2 separate regions of the Macaca mulatta genome follow, and region 1 is linked to region 2. The links are chromatin contacts, called in public Hi-C maps. All regions are on one chromosome and are shown on one strand. The core of a region is the stretch at or near the end of the contact, and the rest is flanking DNA. Distances in the headings are between cores, read along the strand shown. Region 1 holds the start of RPL3 (ribosomal protein L3). Region 2 holds the start of MIEF1 (mitochondrial elongation factor 1).

What was found. A called contact is a pair of places that touch in the nucleus more often than the background predicts.
Region 1: a Hi-C map of fetal cortical plate shows a contact between it and region 2, with 2.2 times the contacts expected there. The contact joins the promoter of RPL3 here to the promoter of MIEF1 in region 2. A contact is called at or near these places in 2 of 14 Hi-C or Micro-C datasets (cortical neurons and fetal cortical plate).

What each region holds. Positions count from the first base shown.
Region 1 is chr10:12,240,196-12,246,667 of T2T-MMU8v2.0, forward strand. RPL3 (ribosomal protein L3) reads left to right here and starts at 1,415. Exons shown (of 10, transcript NM_001193554.1): 1 at 1,415-1,436; 2 at 2,372-2,564; 3 at 3,403-3,571; 4 at 4,194-4,329; 5 at 5,491-5,677; 6 at 6,199-6,359. The coding sequence starts at 1,434. It overlaps LOC114670668 (small nucleolar RNA SNORD43), which reads left to right and starts at 1,921; the gene lies at 1,921-1,984. LOC114670696 (small nucleolar RNA U82P) reads left to right here and starts at 4,139; the gene lies at 4,139-4,193. It overlaps LOC114670688 (small nucleolar RNA U83B), which reads left to right and starts at 5,739; the gene lies at 5,739-5,833.
Region 2 is chr10:12,040,828-12,046,652 of T2T-MMU8v2.0, forward strand. It overlaps MIEF1 (mitochondrial elongation factor 1), which reads right to left and starts at 2,242. Exons shown (of 6, transcript NM_001194095.3): 1 at 2,105-2,242; 2 at 85-351. It overlaps MIURF (mitochondrial elongation factor 1 upstream open reading frame), which reads right to left and starts at 2,215. Exons shown (of 4, transcript XM_077949780.1): 1 at 2,105-2,215; 2 at 20-351. The coding sequence starts at 323. The coding sequence ends at 111.

The DNA.
Region 1 (6,472 bases), core at 165-2,664, 200 kb after region 2:
CACACCATCGTGCCGGGCTAATTTTTGTATTTTTGATAGAGACGGGGTTTCGCCAGGTTGGCCAGGCTGGTTTAGAACTCCTGACCTCAGGTGATCCGCCTGCCTCAGCCTCCCAAATTGTTGGGATTATGGCCGAGAGAATGTTTTTTAAACCACGGTGGGAGCGAAGGCCAGGCCCAGAATAAAAGATGACAGGGTGGGACGGAGGAAGCAGAAGGTGATATGAGAGCGTGTGCTAGGGTTCAGCCATGAGGCTGAAGTAGACGGTTAGGAGAGCGTCTTCCGTGGCCGCTGAAGTTGATGCTTAATTCCGAGGAAACGACGAGGGATCCTTGTAAAGTAACGAGATACTTGATTCTTAGATTTGTAGGGGGCCGGGCGCGGTGGCTCACGCCTGTAATCCCAGCACTTTGGGAGGCCGAGGCGGGCGGATCACGAGGTCAGGAGTTCAAGACCAGCCTGGCCAACATGGTGAAATCCCGTCTCTACTAAAAATACAAAAAAAAAAAAAAAAAAAAAAATTTAGCCGGACGCATTCCTGTAATCCCAGCTACTCGGGAGGCTGAGGCAAGAGAATTGCTTGAACCGTGACCCCGGAAGCGGAGGTTGCAGTGAGCCGAGATCGCGCCACTGTACTCCAGCCTGCGCGACAGAGCGAGACTCCGTCTCAAAAAAAAAAAAAAAAAAAAAAAAAAAAAAGATTCGTAAGGGAGGAGCCTGTAGGCAGGGAAACGGTCAGGACCCGAGTTACCCTGGAGCCCAAGCGGAGATCAGCGAAAGTCCTTGTTGATGCAGAGGTCTGGAAGGCGTGGGGCTCAGGGAGGCTGGGCAGCTGGACTCGGCATGACCCGAGGTCGTGAGGCCGTTCCGCAGGCTTGGGACGCTCCTGAGACTCTCAGAATCAAGTGCAGGCCACTGCATTAGCATGGGAGAAATGGTAGAGACAGGGCTTGAGGGAAGGATGCCCGAGATTAAAGGTATTAAAGGCAAGTTGGTGTCGCGGCAAAACCAGCGTCGGAGCCAGGAAACAAGGGTTTCAGTCTTTCCTCGCCAATTCCAGAGATAGCTGCATATCACAGGAAGAAAAGCGACGCAGCCATTTTTCTTCATTATTATCAAATTTGGCTGCTGCCGGACGCCGTAGAGTTGTGGCACACCAAACCCTCAGCCCGCTTCTCCGTGGCTTTTCATTAAGTTTGAACCCGACCCCTCGCCGTAGAGTGTCTAATTTCGGTCCCAGAAGCTGACGTCCACCTCGGAACGAAAGTTAGGCGCGGAAGAGCATGCGTAGAAATGGCGCTCGGTACGTGCCCCCCGACCCGACGTCTGCCGCGGGGGCGCGCTCGCACGCCGGAAGGGGCGGAGCCAGATCTGACTTTATATAGCGGACACCGACAACAAGTCGACCTCTACCGGCGGGATTTGATGGCGTGATGGTATGTACTGTAATGGCGTCCGATTCATTGTCACCGGCGTCGGCACGGCTGAATCCGCGACGCATCGCCGCCATCCCAGCTTGGCCGGCGCCGGGGCTTGCTCTAGGGGCACAGGCGACCCAGCGGGGGCCTCAGTCAGGCCTATTTTCTGGAAAGTCGAGAGGCTTGTGGAGAAGAGCGCTTGGAGGACTGGCTTTGGGCCTGCAGGTCGGCCAGAGACAGGCCGTAAGGGTGGGAGCAGGCTTGGAGGCCCGGCATTTTTAAAGCCATGAGTCATTGCTGAGTTTCGATCTCACCAACTCCATCATTAGTTGGGATTAGGGCCCATAAGCAGCTTGTCTGGATAGGAGGACCTTGGGTGGGGGTTCTCGGCACCGTTCTCATTGGGAGGTAAAGAAGCTTGCGGGAGGAGAATGTTGTGGAGTCCTCTTGAAATATCTGGGACCGCTTGTGCACTCCGAAGGCCTCTGGAGCTCCCAGAAGCCACAGATGATGAACTTATTGACGGGCGGACAGAAACTGTGTGCTGATTGTCATGTTCTGATTTGGCTCTGCCGAGTTCTCTGGCCTACGTGTATCGGTGTAGTTAGTGTCCGGGCGCTAGAGGCAGCCCATAGCGTAGTATTGGCTAGTTGCTACCCAGCATTTATTTGTCCCTGGAGTGCCTTTCTTTAGTGGTCAAAACCTTGCTAATTGGCACATAAAGCTGCCTGTTGAGCAGTTTTTAGTGTCACTAAGTGTATTTTTGTGTGGTGTTAGAGAAAAAAACGGATGGCTCGTTTTCTTACAGGTTGAGAGGATTTGAAATTAGATTCAGCTTAAATTTTGTTGAATACAAAAACATTCTTGACATGTGCGAGCCTGGAGGAGATAATTATCTTTTTACTCGGTTTGCTGGGTGTCTGGTGCTGACGGTGATTTTTTCCCCCCCCCAGTCTCACAGAAAGTTCTCGGCTCCCAGACATGGGTCGCTCGGCTTCCTGCCTCGGAAGCGCAGCAGCAGGCATCGCGGGAAGGTTAAGAGCTTCCCTAAAGATGATCCGTCTAAGCCGGTCCACCTCACAGCCTTCCTGGGATACAAGGCTGGCATGACCCACATCGTGCGGGAAGTCGACAGGCCAGGATCTAGTATGTACAGGCCTCCTGAAAGTTGGGGGATAGGAGTGGAGGGGGAGGGAAACTGGAGAGATGGAGTCAAGCTGTTAGCAGAGGGCAGACTTTTTTTTTTAAGCTGGAGTTACAGGTTGTCAGAACTTCTGTGACAGCGGACAACCTCAAGACTAATATTCCAAGGCTACAGATGGCCGGCACTGTTCGCTTTAGGTGCGGGAATATTCCAAGGCTACAGATGGCCGGCACTGTTTGCTTTAGGTGCGGAGTGGGGTATTGCTTTCAGAGCATAGTAAATTTGCCAGGAGCCTTAGCAAAGAGAAGTAACACTAGTATGGGGGGTTGGAGCTGCTGAGGCTGGAATAAGAAGTGCCTCATTCATGTTTTACTTGTTCACGTGCATTTCGCCTAAAAGCTTGAATAATGGCCACTTACCTGTGTGTTTTCTACTTAGAGATGTCTAACAGCACTGGTTGCTGAGCCATGGAGACATTAACGTTAGACAATTGATATTGACTCTAAACTGAGCTCAGAGCTATTTCTGTGTCCCAGTTATATTTAGGACACTTGAATTTTCCAGATAAATAGCAAATCTTGTCTGCCTCCAGAGGTTTCTGTAGAAGAGAATTGAAGCTGGACAGGTATTTGGTTATCTAGGGTCCTGATATTTTTTAAGTTAAAGAACATAAATGCACTTTGAATGAGAAGTAGGTAGTAAGGACAGCCCTGAGTGTCCAGACTGCAGGTGTGGGGCCCAGTTGCCCTTCCGGCCTAAATGGGCATTTTGCATTTTCCTAGAAAACATTACACCCCTTGCTTGGGCTCCTGCCAAGTCTGACTACTGCTTTCTTTGCAGAGGTGAACAAGAAGGAGGTGGTGGAGGCTGTAACCATTGTGGAGACGCCACCCATGGTGGTTGTGGGCATTGTGGGCTACGTGGAAACCCCTCGAGGCCTCCGGACCTTCAAGACTGTCTTCGCTGAGCACATCAGTGATGAATGCAAGAGGCGTTTCTATAAGAACTGGTGAGGGAGGAGGCCCTGCAGTCCCTAGCTTGGGAGCTGGAGAGCAGGGAGCAGTGTGTGCATGGTTTCTCAGCTCTGTAGCAGGCAGGGAGCTGCTGTCTCGGGTTTAGTTTGTCTCTTGAACAGAAAAATACCTGCGATCAGACTTTGGCCAGCCATCGGGCTTCAGCTGGGAGCTGACACCCTCATTCTGAGTCCAGGCTAGTGGGTGGTGGCTGAGGACCCAGTTGGTTGAGGAGTCCAACTAGAAACCATGAGAGGTAGCAGGATAATTCAACCCCTATAGGGGTGGCAAGGGCCTCTGGCCCTGGCTGGAGTGTCCCATTTCCTCCATCACTGAATGGGTGCTCCCCCAAGTCAGAAAGCTTGCTTTCTAGCACCCAGGAGCAAGAATTTTGTTTGAATGTTTGTAACTTAAATTAACCTTGTGGACCTCTGCTCAGCTCCGCTCGGCTCTGCCCGATGAGCTCCATCCAGGCTCCGCTTGCCGGTGGAAAAGGCTCCTTAGAAGCCGGCAATGAGCCCCATCCCCACGCGGTGCCAGTGTGTCTTCCGCTCACCCCTCGAGGGGTGATGAAGGCCTGCACCCGGCCCCCTCCCCAACTCTACTCTGCTCCTGAAGGCATAAATCTAAGAAGAAGGCCTTTACCAAGTACTGCAAGAAATGGCAGGATGAGGATGGCAAGAAGCAGCTGGAGAAGGACTTCAGCAGCATGAAGAAGTACTGCCAAGTCATCCGTGTCATTGCCCACACCCAGGTGAGTGCAGTTCCCCGGGGTGGCTTGGCCTGCCACTTAGTAAAAGTGACCTATGTGATCATAGGGGTCCTGTGCCCCCATGTGTGTGAGTAGGCTTCTCCCTTGCCAGCAGAGGGCACTGTGTCCTTACTGGCCCTTAGCAAGGGAACCACGCCCCTTTAAAATTCAACTGGCTGACCCAACTGGTGACTCACCAGTGACACTGAAATGCCTGCCTGAAAGTTGGTTGTGAGGTACTGGCTGCTTTCCTGGAAACCTAGTTTGTGAGCTGAGCAGGCCCTTTATTGACTTGGTTAGAGTGGGTGTCTCTTGCTGTCCTGTTATAGGTTATCCTTTCAAGTGCTGAGCACAACCCCATGTGGTGAGGGCCACCACAGATTAGAGTGCATGTCCACCATTGAAATTTTGTCAGGACATTGCTGGGCTGTTCCTGAGTGAACGCTTTATGCTTAAATGCTTTTTTTTTTTTTTTTTTTTGAGACAGAGTTTTGCTCTTGTTGCCCAGGCTAGCGTGCAATAGCCCTATCTCGGCTCACCACAACCTCTGCTTCCTAGGTTCAAGCGATTCTCCTGCCTCAGCCTCCCGAGTAGCTGGGATTACAGGCATGCGCCACCACACCCCACTAATTTTGTATTTTTAGTAGAGATGGGATTTCTCCATGTTGGTCAGGCTGGTCTTGAACTCCTCACCTCGGATGATCCACCTGCCTCGGCCTCCCAAAGTGCTGGGATTACAGGCGTGAGCCACCGCGTCCGGTGATGGATTTTCTTATTTAGAGCTTGTGCTGTCTCAAAAGCAGGCTTGTCACTAGGGGAAGTGTAGGTAGCTGAGGTAAAACTACTGCAATACCCCAGGGGAACTGACCCAAAGGACAGCTACAGGAACACTGGGCTGGTAGGTGCTGGGATCTGGTTGTTTGCCTGTGGTGTGGGCCCTGTCCGCTCATCCTGACAGTAACTCAGGCACCAGAATCCAAAGTTAAGTTGTTGCTGTTGGCAAAAATGAAAGTTATTTCCTCTTTGTGAGGTTCAGTGATTTGTTCAGAGTTAACTGGCTTTTTGCTGTGTGCTTGACATCAATCAGGCCGCATGGAGCTGTAGTTCCTCTGCTGTGGGAGGAGCACTGGCAGCTGGAGCTGAGTTGTGTCTACCTCCTCCTAGATGCGCCTGCTTCCTCTGCGCCAGAAGAAGGCCCACCTGATGGAGATCCAGGTGAACGGAGGCACCGTGGCCGAGAAGCTGGACTGGGCCCGCGAGAGGCTCGAGCAGCAGGTACCTGTGAACCAAGTGTTTGGGCAGGATGAGATGATCGACGTCATCGGGGTCACCAAGGGCAAAGGCTACAAAGGTGAGCTTTGCAGCAGCTTGCATTGCTGTGCAAACTTGGGGGAGAAGTGATTTTAGGCCCAGCTGTTCAGTGATGAGGCTCAGAGTGAGCGCTGGGCACAGCGCCCGAATCAGACACTGTGGAACCATTCTCTACTGCCTTCCTTCTGAGAACAGCCTTGTGGTCAGAAGTGGCTGGGATAGCAGAGGGCCAGGGGACAACTTCTTACCATGTTCCTGGACCCTTTGCTCTTTGTAGCTCAGTAGATAACTGCAAAGGGGAGCTTGGAATTATGTCTGTCAATCCCTGCGGATGGGGGAGCTTAAACTAATGGATGCCTTAAAAAGCGCCCATTCACAGTTGAGTTCAGGGTTATACCCCCAGAACCTATCCACCTTGACAGGGGAGATCTGTGGGTAATGCACATGAAATAATCTCATCACCCCTCAGATGACCCAGCCATAGTTGGTAATTGTTGAGTAGGAGGAAGGGGTGAGTGGGAGGTGCTGGCATTGAGGTGCAGTAATGTGTATGCATTCCAGGGGTCACCAGTCGTTGGCACACCAAGAAGCTGCCCCGCAAGACCCACCGAGGCCTGCGCAAGGTGGCCTGTATTGGGGCATGGCATCCTGCTCGTGTGGCCTTCTCTGTGGCACGTGCTGGGCAGAAAGGCTACCATCACCGCACTGAGATCAATAAGAAGGTGAGGTTCTGAGAGTGGTCCCTGGGGGTGGGAAGATGACCTTGTGATGGAGGCTGGGGTTTCTGTGCCTGTCAGCGCTGCTTCATGGACTGTAGCTTATGCATCATGTGGAC
Region 2 (5,825 bases), core at 992-3,491:
GGAATAAGGGCCTACATACCTGAGGCTTCTTAATGCATCTGTAAGGTGGGGATGGGAGAGAGCAGGAGTGTCTACAGAAGGCACCTTTGTCCTCTTTCCCTTGGAGGATCCTAAATGATCCTCCCCAATTTGCCGTTGAGAAAGACCAGGCCCTTCTCCAGCTGCCTCTCCCGGGCCTCAGGGTCCTCTAGCTTCTGATGTTTTCGGAATTCACGGCGGATGGAGGCAAAGTAGAAGTCTCGATCAGTGTAGCGAAGCTGTCGGCCCTGGCGCAACAGAGCCCGATAGAGACTCAGCACCGCCGCTCGGCTCCACCGGGCCATGGGGGACTGGCAGGGGCTGGGTGTCACACTATAAACAGAAGGAAAGACATACAAGCCTAGTATCAGAATTAATAACAAAAGGACCTGTAGAGACTATAAGACATTTTTAATCCAAGTTCCAGAGACCCCCTAGATCACCTTATGACTTAATGGCAAGACTAGGACTAGAGACCCCGGCCTCTGGATGCCCATTCTGGAAACATACAGGTTGTGGTTCACCAGGGCTCAAATCCTGGCCCTGCCACTTACATGCCATATGACTTTGGGCAAAGGACTGAATCCCCACTGAGCACCAGCGTCCTCACTTACAAAATGGAGATTAGGATATTATGGCAATAGTACCTACCACATAGGGTTATATTTTGAGAACTGTGCATGTAAAGAACGGTAATACAACTTCACCACAGGGGGTGATCTAGGAGGGCTGAAGACAAGCACTCAGCCATACTTAAATCCTGGCATCAGCACTTGCGAGCTGCACTACCGTGGGCAAGTCTCCTAACCTCTCTGTGCCTGTCTCAGTTCCTCATCTATAAAGTGAGGATAAAAATCTTATTTTGCCCATATGGTTGGCATAAGCACTAAATGAATTTAATGTATGTGAACATGTTTAAAACAGCACTTGGCACACACTAAGCACTCTATCAACAGCAGCTGTTATTAGTACCACCTAGCCAGGTTTGTAGATGCTCAATAAACAATTACATTTAAGTATAAACTGCCACTGCCTTCCTTCAGTAACAATAAACCCTTACACAAGCGTATCTGTAAAGTGCTTTGTTGCCCATTGTCACATTTACACTAACAATCTAGGAGGTGGTCAGGGTTCTTAGTAACAGTAAATGCTTATTGCACTATATTGCACTATACACAATGTACAATGTTTGAAGCATGTCTCACGTAACAACTCATTCTGTCAGCTACCCTAGGGTCAACATTACCCCATTTTAAGTGGAGGAAACAATCTCCCAGAGGGAAGTAACTTGCCCGCGGGCCCACAACTGTCAAGGGGAGGGCTGCACTCCTGACCCCAACTCTGCCTGCCTCTGGAATGAGTTACCCTTTGCTGGAGCCGGACCATGTGTACAGCACTTCTGGGTGCTCCGCGAACTTTCCTAGCACAGCGCTTGGCACATACAAGGGGCTCAAAATTATGTTTAACGAAGGAGAGAATTTCACAACGTCCCTATGTGGAAAAAATGATCACCTCCGTTTCAGAAATAAAGAAATGACACCGAGTGGGGGAAGTATTTGGCTGGAAAAAAAGATCGGACTTTGGGCCCAAAGTCCGCTAGCCCTTAGCCTCCGGCCTTGCTAACTTCCTGCGCAAGCCTGAGCAAGCCACCATCTCTGTCCATTTTTCCTCAACTGTTTAAGAGCTCCCTCGGCCTTCCGATGTAGAAAATCAACAGAAGTGTTTGATGAGGCAAAAGCCGACTGTCACGGCGAGGGCTGTAACTACAAGGTCGCTAGGAGAGTGGGCGGCTGAGCCCCAGCCAGTCTGCACTTCCCCAACCCTGGGGGCCGGGCCGGGGTGCGGAGGCCCAGAGGCCAGGGCAGCCCTGCTCCGGGACCCGGGAAGTCTCCGAGGTTGGGGCGGGGCGGGGCCGCCAAGGGGCCTCCCAGGGGAAAGCCCAGGACGGGATGGGGCGAGACCACCGGCTGCAGGCCGGTCTCCTGGGTCCGGGCCGCATGCGAGGCGCCGGCAGCAGCCTGAGAGGAGGCGCCGCAACCTCCCGGCCACCCAGCAGCCGCCGGTCCTCATTCCTCCCCTCACTCACCCGCAGGCCGCGCGCGCTACCACTCCGCAGGACTCGCCTCCGGCCGGGTACCTCTCCCCGGGTCACCCATCAACATGGCCCCTTCACTTCCGGGACACGACCTTGCGCACTGAGCTACGAAGGGGCTGAAGGGAGCACGAGGGCGGGCGGAGGCGGAGGGACTTCCGGTCTCCTCCAAGCTCTCTCTCGGGCCCCGCCCCCTGCGCATGATTCCGCCCCCCAATCCTGAGCCCCGCCTCCGTGTGTGACCTCACCAAGGGACGGGCCTGCAGAGGCCACTCGCGCCCTGTCCCTAGAGGATTCCGCTGTCTGGGTTCGGCTGTGGGTACCGGGGTGGTCCCGATGCTGGCAGAAGGTTAGAGGGCAGGAGGTACCCTCGCTGTCCAACGAGGCTGCCGCACCCGCTAGGCCCCTCACCTGCTGGCAGCCCCTTAGCTTGTCCGGGGTGCCTGGCCAGCCTCCTGTACCGTCTGCTGATCTCTGGCTGGGGTCCTGGGGTACCTGAGGGAATTCTAACACTAATATTTAGAGCTCCTCCAAACCTATTTTCTCACATCGACTTCTTTTCGACTTCTTTCCTCCATGCTGTTCCTACTCCCCAGGCCGCGTGGCTTCTAGCAAACTCCTACCCTTCCTTCAAAGTGTACCTCAAATGTCCCCCTTCACTGGGAAATCTCTCCCAGCCCCTTCCTCGCTCCCTCTAATACACTCATGTGTCTTCTTTAGGCCCCACGGAAATGTCTGCACATCTTTTTTTTTTTTTGAGACGGAGTCTCGCTCTGTCGCCCAAGCTGGAGTGCAGTGGCGCGATCCTGGCTCACTGCAAGCTCCGCCTCCTGGGTTCACGCCATTCTCCTGCCTCAGCCTCCCGAGTAGCTGGGACTACAGGCGCCCGCCACCGCGCCCGGCTAATTTTTTGTATTTTTAGTAGAGACGGGGTTTCACCGTGGTCTTAATCTCCTGACCTCGTGATCCGCCCGCCTCGGCCTCCCAAAGTGCTGGGATTACAGGCGTGAGCCACCGCGCCCGGCCGTCTGCACATCTTAAGGCTCATAATCTGTTCAACAACAAAACGTATTTATTGGCGCCTACCATTTGCCAGGCACTGTAATTTATCCATTTGCTTCTCTGTCTCTCACTGGATTTGAGGACCCAGGTGGTTTCTCTGTGGAAGTCCCCTCTCCCAAGTGCCTCCCTCCGTACCTGGCTCAGCCAAGCCCAAGGCCTGGGGCTTTGGAGTCCGGGGCCACAGGGCCACTGCTAGCTCCTAGTTCCAGTTCCACCACTTAGGGACAGCTGCCCTCTGCCAAGTTTCCTAACCTCTCCCAGCCTTGGGGCTGTGGTGAGGATTAAAAGGTAATATCTACCAGGAGAGGGGTGGGCAATTACAGAATAGTCAGGCTATCAAAAGGACAAGAACCAGGAGAAGAACATGGCAGGGAAGAGCATTTCAGGCCTACCCCCAGGTATGCCCTTAAGCTCAATGTGGTCTAGGAGCAGCAGGACGAAGGCCAGTGATTTCGCAGCCAGGTGAGCGGGAGCTGGGAAAGAGGCCCTTATCAGAACTGGGAGGGATATGGTGGGTGCAAAGGACCCACAGCAGGGTTCGGAGCCAAGAAGTGCTGGGATCTGACTTCCCTTTCAACAGGATGCGTCTGGCTTGAGAGTAATGGAATGGAACCAGGGCTGAGGCAGGGAGACCAATCAAAAGTCTGTTGCAGGGCCGGGCACAGTGGCTCATGCCTGTAATCCCAGCACTTTGGGAGGCTGAGGCAAGCGGATCACTTGACGTCAGGAGTTCGAGACCAACCTGACCAACATGGTGAAGCCCCCATCTCTACTAAAAATACAAAAATTAGCCGGGTGTGGTGGCATAGCGCCTGTAATTCCAGTTACTCAGAAGGCTGAGGCAGGAGAATTGCTTGAGCCCAGGAGGCAGAGGTTGCAATGAGCCGAGATCACACTACTGTACTCCAGCCTGGGTGACAGATCAAGACTCCATCTCAAAAAAAAAAACAAAAACAAAAAAGAAAGAGAAGAAAGCCAAGATGGAGAGAGGCATAGTAATTTCTCTAAGACACTGAGCTAAGAAGGAAAGAAGCTTTCGGTGGAAACCAAGTCTGTCTTACTCTGAAACGTGTGTTCTTGCCACTCTTTCAGGCTGCCCTAATTTGCTTTTTAAAGAATTTTGTGACCCAAATAAATTGGTGACATTTCCACCTGGCATACCAGGTGACCTCTTCCTATCTCTCCTGACTTTCTCGTTCTATGGAATGTTATTTTTCGGAGGGAGGACAGAGGGAGGTCGTTTGGAGGGGTCTCCCCTTCAGATCAACCCCCCTAGATCCACTTGCTCTTTAGGGTCTTATCTTTACTTCGACTGACAAGGCCTCTCCCTGCCCCCAGTGCTCCCATGGCAATGGAGCATGGGCAGTGAGGTGGCATCTAGCACCTGCATGTACGTACCCATGGTGCCTTTGTAAGCCAGGGACCCATGGCAGGGGCACTGACCCAAACCTCTGGGCTCTGCCAGGTTTCACAGGGCAAGAGGCATTCCGGGATCTCTTGGATTGAGATTGCTGGGGGTGTGTGTGTGTATTTGCTTGTTTGTTTGTTTTGAGACGGAGTTTCACTCTGACACCAGGTTGGAGTACAGTGGTGTGATCTTGGCTCACTGCAACCTCTGCCTCCTGGGTTCAAGTGATTCTCCTGCCTCAGCCTCCTGAGTAGCTGGGACTACAGGCGCCCACCACCATGCCTGGCTGATTTTTGTATTTTTAGTAGAGACGGGGTTTCACCATGTTGATCAGGGTAGTCTCGGTCTCTTGACCTCGTGATCTGCCCGCCTTGGCTTCCCAAAGTGCTGGGATTACAGGTGTGAGCCACCGTGCCCGGCCAGATATTGCAGGTTTAACCGTAACCCCCCGGATCTCACATCTGGATGATGGCATCGGCCTCTTAATGGTGATCATGGCTGGAGGGAGAGAGGGGAGCACTCATTTACCCACAACAGTGACTCACATGTAGTAGTGAATGGATTTGTTGAATGAATGAACGTTTTGTGGAAAGACAGGAGAGATGGACCATTTCACCTGGTTCAGGGTGGTCAAGACTGTCTCATTTGAAAGGGGCCTGTGGGTTGGTGGTGAGTGCAGGGCAAGTGCGTTGGGCTTCGTGAGCCTTGGTCCCTCCACCTGTGTTTTGGAGATGGTGAGGAAAGGACTAGCTCATCAGGCTGTTGAAGATTAATCAGAGAGGGCATGTGAGGCCTGACACATGAGGTGAGGGGTGGCTAATTATAAAATGTCATTGGAAGCCGGGTGCGGTGGCTCACGCCTATAATCCCCCCACTTTGGGAGGCCGAGGCGGGCGGATCACCTGAGGTCAGGAGTTCGAGACCAGCTTGACCAACATGGAGGAACCCCGTCTGTATTAAAAATACAAAAATTAGCTGGGCGTGGCGGTGCATGCCTGTAATCCCAGCACTTTGGGAGGCCAAGGTGGAAGGATCACCTGAGGTCAGGAGTTCGAGACCAGCCTGGCTAACATGGTGAAATCCCGTCTCTACTAAAAAAACAAAAATTAGCTGGGCATGGTGGCGCGTGCCTATAACCCCAGCTACTCGGGAGGCTGAGAGGCTTAGGAGGCTACTCGGGAAGCAGGAGAATTGCTTGAACCCAGAAGGTGGAGGTTGCAGTGAGCCGAGATCGTGCCACTGCAC